Linked DNA regions of Macaca mulatta: region 1 is linked to region 2. The links are chromatin contacts, called in public Hi-C maps. All regions are on one chromosome and are shown on one strand. Each heading gives the region's core, a stretch centred on a gene start, on an enhancer-like site or on the middle of the called end of the contact. The rest is flanking DNA. Distances are from core to core; before and after follow the strand shown.

What was found. A called contact is a pair of places that touch in the nucleus more often than the background predicts.
Region 1: a Hi-C map of fetal cortex germinal zone shows a contact between it and region 2, with 2.3 times the contacts expected there. The contact joins two enhancer-like sites. A contact is called at or near these places in 6 of 14 Hi-C or Micro-C datasets (CD4 T cells, blood, cortical neurons and 3 more).

The regions. Positions count from the first base shown.
Region 1 is chr14:72,970,903-72,973,602 of T2T-MMU8v2.0, reverse strand. The region is part of intron 2 of PDE2A (phosphodiesterase 2A); the gene reads left to right. Among named protein-coding and RNA genes, the nearest start is that of MIR139, 17 kb to the right of the region's middle. Within about 2 kb of position 1,357, at least 10 of the 40 cell types and tissues checked have an H3K27ac peak or open chromatin away from gene starts, as enhancers often do. A contact at or near this core is called in fetal cortex germinal zone, where this site is marked.
Region 2 is chr14:72,932,932-72,935,631 of T2T-MMU8v2.0, reverse strand. It overlaps PDE2A (phosphodiesterase 2A), which reads left to right. Exons shown (of 31, transcript NM_001130826.1): 6 at 229-284. Among named protein-coding and RNA genes, the nearest start is that of MIR139, 21 kb to the left of the region's middle. Within about 2 kb of position 1,376, at least 5 of the 40 cell types and tissues checked have an H3K27ac peak or open chromatin away from gene starts, as enhancers often do. A contact at or near this core is called in fetal cortex germinal zone, where this site is marked.

The DNA of each region.
Region 1 (2,700 bases), core at 108-2,607, 38 kb before region 2:
ACTCCTTCAGTGTCTCCAGGAGGGGTTCAGCTTCCTGTTGCTGGGTGGGGAGAGCCCTGAGGTCCCCACAGGACGTGGGACAATGGGGAGGAGGTGACAGATGAGAGGCTAACTCTTCCCTAAAGCAGACTCTACCCTCCCCTGACCTCCCTGGCTGGTGGCTTGGACACAGCCCTGGCCTGTTGGCCCCTTAGGACTAGGGTCCTGGTCTGACCCCACAGTGCAGAGGTCTGGGCATCAGAAGCCCTGTTTCTCCAGCAGCAGTTCTCTAACTGGCGGCTAGGGAGTCCAGGCCTCCAGGGCACTGGTAGGTTATTGGCGGCTTGGTGCAGATTCCAGTGTCCAGGAGGGGTGAACTTCTCTGGCCTGGGGGGCCTGTGTACAAGAGATAGGAGAGTGGTAAACACAGGCTGGGTGGGATTATGGGGAGCTGGGAATACCTAGCTGAGACTCCCCTTATCCTAACCACTTTCTCCACACTTGAAATTGGCTGGACGGGGAACCAGAAGTTGGGTGGGGTTGGGGAGGGACAGGAGCCAGCAGCCTGCCTCCACCTCGGGGCAGTGCCTCTGCTGGGGGGCAGGAACCTGTCCTGGGAGTGATGGGAGGCCTGATGGGGGAGCTGGATTCTGCCATGAAACTGGCACTCCCTCCTGTCAGGGGAGGGGAGGGGCTGTCCCTGGCTGCTTAGCAGGTGGCCCATCTGGCTGTGGGTGGAAAAGAAGACTCAGGCTTTGTGGATAAAAGGGACGGCCCTGGGGTCAGGCACTTATCTCAACCCTCGTCATTTCCTCTTTTCCTCTGCCGGACACAGCTGGGTGAGTGGGGTCATTGCACAGAGGGAAGGAACAGGCCAGGGCCAATACATACCAGGCCCTACAGGAGAGTCAGGCACATGGGTGACCTCACCACACCCTGGGCTGCAGTCAGCACCTCATAGAGGCCCAGCCACACACCACAGTCACTGCGGGAGATGGCCACACCTAGACCATCACACCACACACAGACCAAGTCTCCCGAGGTGACACTCAGGCCCAGCTGCAGGCGCAGCTAAGAGGGAAGACCCTGCAGGAAAAAGGGACATGTGGGACAACCAGACACCCTGCCTCGGCCACACCACAAGCCTCCGCACACCAGGTGCAGCTCCTGTCACCCCTACGGTCAACCCAAGGAGAGCCAGAGATTCCAGCAGTCGTGGGCAGGTATCCAGTGCCCAGGCGAGAAGAGGGGGACACCAGCAGGGAACCCAGAACCTCCTCCATGCCAGACTGTGCCCTCCCCCCAGCTCACAGAAGGAGCGCCTCAGGCTGTTTATTTCCTAGCAGGGACTAGCAGGGATGGGTGTCTCATCCCCCTCCCCCTCCCAGTCCCCACCACACGATGCTGAAGCTGCCAAATCAAATCAGCCCCTGCACCCGCGCCAGGCTGGCATGGCGGCCAGCAGCTGACGGGAACGAAGCCAGGCTCAGAATATCCCGCCGCCTGTCCGATGCCTGGGTAGGCTTGTTGGGTGGGGGTGGAGAGGGGCAGCAGCCTGGCAGCCAGGCCCTAGGCAGTGCCCCTCAGAGAGGCTGGGGGTTTGGAATGCCGTGGGATGGTGGGCTTCTGGAGAACGAGTGGGCAGGTCCCTGTTGTGTCTCCAGGCTGCTGTGGCAATGTCTCCACCGCCAGCATTCCAGGAGCTGTGGAAGTGGTGCCGGTGGGATACAGGCTGGAGGATCTGATCCCAGTCCAGATGACTGGGTGCCAGGCTGGGGCGGGGGCTCCCACATGCGCTCACATTCATTTGAGACTCACAACACCTGGGCTGGAAGCCCCTTGGTTGTCTGTGAGTAAAGGCCCAACTCACTGTGGAGGCCCAGTGACTATGTGAGGTGGACATTATGGATCCCGTTTTACAGATAGGGAAACTGAGGCTTAGAGAGGGCTAGTGGAGCTCCCTGGAGAGAAGCAGAAGTGGAGGAGGCCTCAGAAAGAGTAAAGAGGTGGTCATTTCCACTCCTTAGAAGCCCTAGGTGGAAAGAAGGACTATGGCTCTGTCCTCAGAGTCAAGGAACAGAGAATATGGCAGAGCCACAGGTGCCTATGGGAAGCAGAGAATAAGGAGGGAGTCTGGGGAGAGAGCAAGGTGCAAGCGGGCAAGGCTTCCTGGAGGAGGGGGCCATCCATGGGCCTGCTGGGGGCTAATGGGAGGGCAGGCTAGGGAGAAGGGGAGAAGGCCTGGCCGGCCTCAGCCCCTGACCTTCTTGTCTCTGCAGCCAGCCTGGACCCCCTTGCAAAGGAGCCAGGACCCCCAGGGAATAGAGACGACCGACTAGAGGTGAGAGCTCAGTGGAGGGAGAAGTGGGTGGGCTTGAGGGGGTGGGGCGCAGACTGAAGATCAGTCTGAGTGGTGCCCTCACCCTTGGGAGGACGGGGAGGCTGGAGTCATATCCCAGCCCCAGCCTTCCAGACTAGGACCACCCCCATATCAAGGCCAACTCCCCTCACCCCATATATCCCCAGCCTGGAAGTCCTCCCATGAGGATTCCTCCTCCCAACTCACCTGGGAGTCACTCCAGACTACTCCCTTGTCCTCCACACCCTCACCCAACAATTCCCTGTTGATTCTCTGCCCTGAGTATTTCCCGAGTTCCTCTCCTCTCCATTCCGCCCCCTGCTTGGGTCCAGGCCCCCTCAACTCTCCCCTGGGCCACTCAC
Region 2 (2,700 bases), core at 127-2,626:
AAGGTTACTGAGTGAAGGGGTTTCCTTCCATGCAGAGGCTGTTGCTGAGGTTGTTTTTGTCACTGCCTCAGGACCCGCCTCTATGTTTCTGTGGGTTTTGGGGTCTCTCTGTGTCTCTGTCCTGGCCTCTCTTTGTCTACATCTTTGTGTCCCCGCCCTGGGTCCCGGCTTGGTATCTCTGAGCCTCACCAGCCCTGCAGGAGCACCTCATTGCCCTCTCCCCCTCAGTGCTGGTCATACCGCTAGTGGACAAGGAGGCCGGGGCCGTGGCAGCTGTCATCTTGGTAAGAGCCTGCCTAGGTGGTGGGATGTGGGGAGAGGAGACCACGGGAGGGAGTGGTGGATAGAGCCTGTCTGGGGCGTGTGTGTGTGTGTATGTGTGTGTGTGTATGTGTGTGTGTGAGAGAGAGAGATGGGAGCCATAAGTGAGGATGGAGTGAGGGGAAGTGGGGGTGTGGGGGTGGGAGGAGTTGGGGCATCTCCCACACCCCAGCCTTCTGCCCCACCTCGAATGGGTAGGATGAAGCCATTGGCCCAGTCAGCAGCTTTCTGAGGGATGTGCAAGCCCCTGCTGGACTCTCAGCCCCCATGAGGTTAGAAGGCCCAGCCATTGGCATACACAGCACTAACCTTGGTTTCTCTTTGGGATCCTCCAGATGGGGTGGGGACCGTGTCCAGGAGGGCATGAACCAAGTGAGGTGTGAAGAGAGAGGCTGCAGAGGGACAGATGGACCTAAGGGCCTGACCAACAGAGACAGTGTAGAAAACTAGCCAGAGATTTGGAGTGGCTGGAGCTGGGGGCCTTGAGGACAGAAAGGCCATGGGCAGGCCAGCCAGACCCAGGGCTGAGGCTGGGTAGAAGACAGGTAGCTAGGCGGGCTTCCTGGAGTGGCTGAGGAAGGAGTGTTAGTGGGAAGTGGTGGATGCTCTTCCAGAGCCCCGGAACCCAGGCAAGGCTCCCTCCACAGCCCCTCGCAGAGTTCCCAGGGTTTCTGCTCCACGGAGGGGGTTGTGGAAGTGCAGAGCCTGTGGGGGTGAGATTCTGTGGCTCTTTAAGTTTCTTCTCCTGTATGGAGGTGGGGGTTCAAACTCTTGTTCTATCCTAGTAACCAAAGGATGAGTTTCCCAAATTGCTATTATTGGGGTTCTGCTTTTGTCAAGGGGGCTGCCATTCCGGTAAAGGGCAGGCTTGGGGGCATGGACAGATAAATGAGCAGGTGTTGGTTCCCCGGGGACTCTTCTCCAGCTCATTAAAATGGAATTAAAGGCTTCCCAGGCGCCTGACCTTTCTGAGCTGCTGGCAGGAGAGGGCGGTGGGAGTGGGGGATGGCTGAGAGGGGAGAGGAGAGGAGGGGTACTTGGCTGGATCTCCTCCACACCCATCTGCTTGACTGAGGGAGCCGAGGCCGCTGCTTGGTTTCTCCGCAAGCTGTTTCCCCCTTCTTGGTTTCTCCGCAAGCTGTTTCCAGCTTCTGGAATGGAGCTGCTGTTGCATGGAGTTCTCAGGGGGCCGCCTCCCCCTATTCTTTGCTTTCGGTCTCTCCCAGGGCTGGTCAGCTTTGAGGGGCACCGAGATGAGGGGCTATGTGCAGAGGTGGGGGTTGGGAGGCGGTGGCTGGGTTGAGCACCTCCTTTTCTGCTAAGGGCAAAAGGCCTGGGGTGCCAGGTGCCTGAGAAGGACTTCCTTAGGTTGAGGCTGTGAGGACTGGGTCAGGAGGGAAGCAAGGGGAAAACATTTGGAAGGTTACTCCCCTTGTGGGCAGAATGCTTGCCATGGCCGCTGCTCACCTTGGCTCAGGCTGGGCCAGAGGCCAATGTGTGTGTGTGTGTGTGTGTGTGTGTGTGTGTGTCTCAGGGATGCTGGTGGGATCAGATCACTTACACTTAACTCACCCAGTAGAACTCTGCTGTGATCCTGCGGCAGGCTGGGTGCTGGAGCTGACTCTGCCTTCAGGGAGCTCTCAGTCTTGGGGAAGGTGGGGACACCCTCTCCACCACGGGCCAGATGAAATACTGTTGCCAGCAGGTGCTCTGATGGCAGAGCCTGGAGCAGCAAGTGGTGCCTCACCATGGAGAGAGCATTTGTGTGGGGCCTTGGGGCACGGGTAGGAGGTCCACAGGCAGGGAAGAAGGGAAAGGGGATTCTAGGCAGAGGAGGAATGTGAGCGAGGCAGGAAGGAGGCCGGGGGAAGGGGTGGTGTGCTGAGGGGAGAGTGTGGTCCTGGGGAAGCTGAAATAGGGGTGCATGCTATTGAGTAGTATGCTAGCCAGCTGGGCTCTGGCTGCCAGGAGTTTTCAACAACCATCCCTTCATTTCCTCAAATACCCTGGGCAGGGAAGAGCTCTTGAGAGGTGTTTAGATTATTCACATCTGCCTCTCCTCCAAGCCTGCACCTTCCCACTCCTGTGGAAATGCACTTCCCCAGGATGCCCCTCCCCAAGGCATACACGTCTGGCAGATGCTCCCTGGCCCACAGGATCTCACTGCCTCCCAGAAGCAGCACAGGCAGCCCCAGACTTTCCAGCTGCTGCCAGAATCTGAGGGCAGAGGGTGCAGAAGGTAGATGGAGTGCCACAGGGCTGATCTTTTGGGAAGGTCGAGTCACCAGCTTCTTCCTCGACAAGCCCCATTCCCCTCTCTGAGTCTCTGCTCTTAGTATTCATCCACTGATCCACCTACCCATCCACCCACTCATCCAT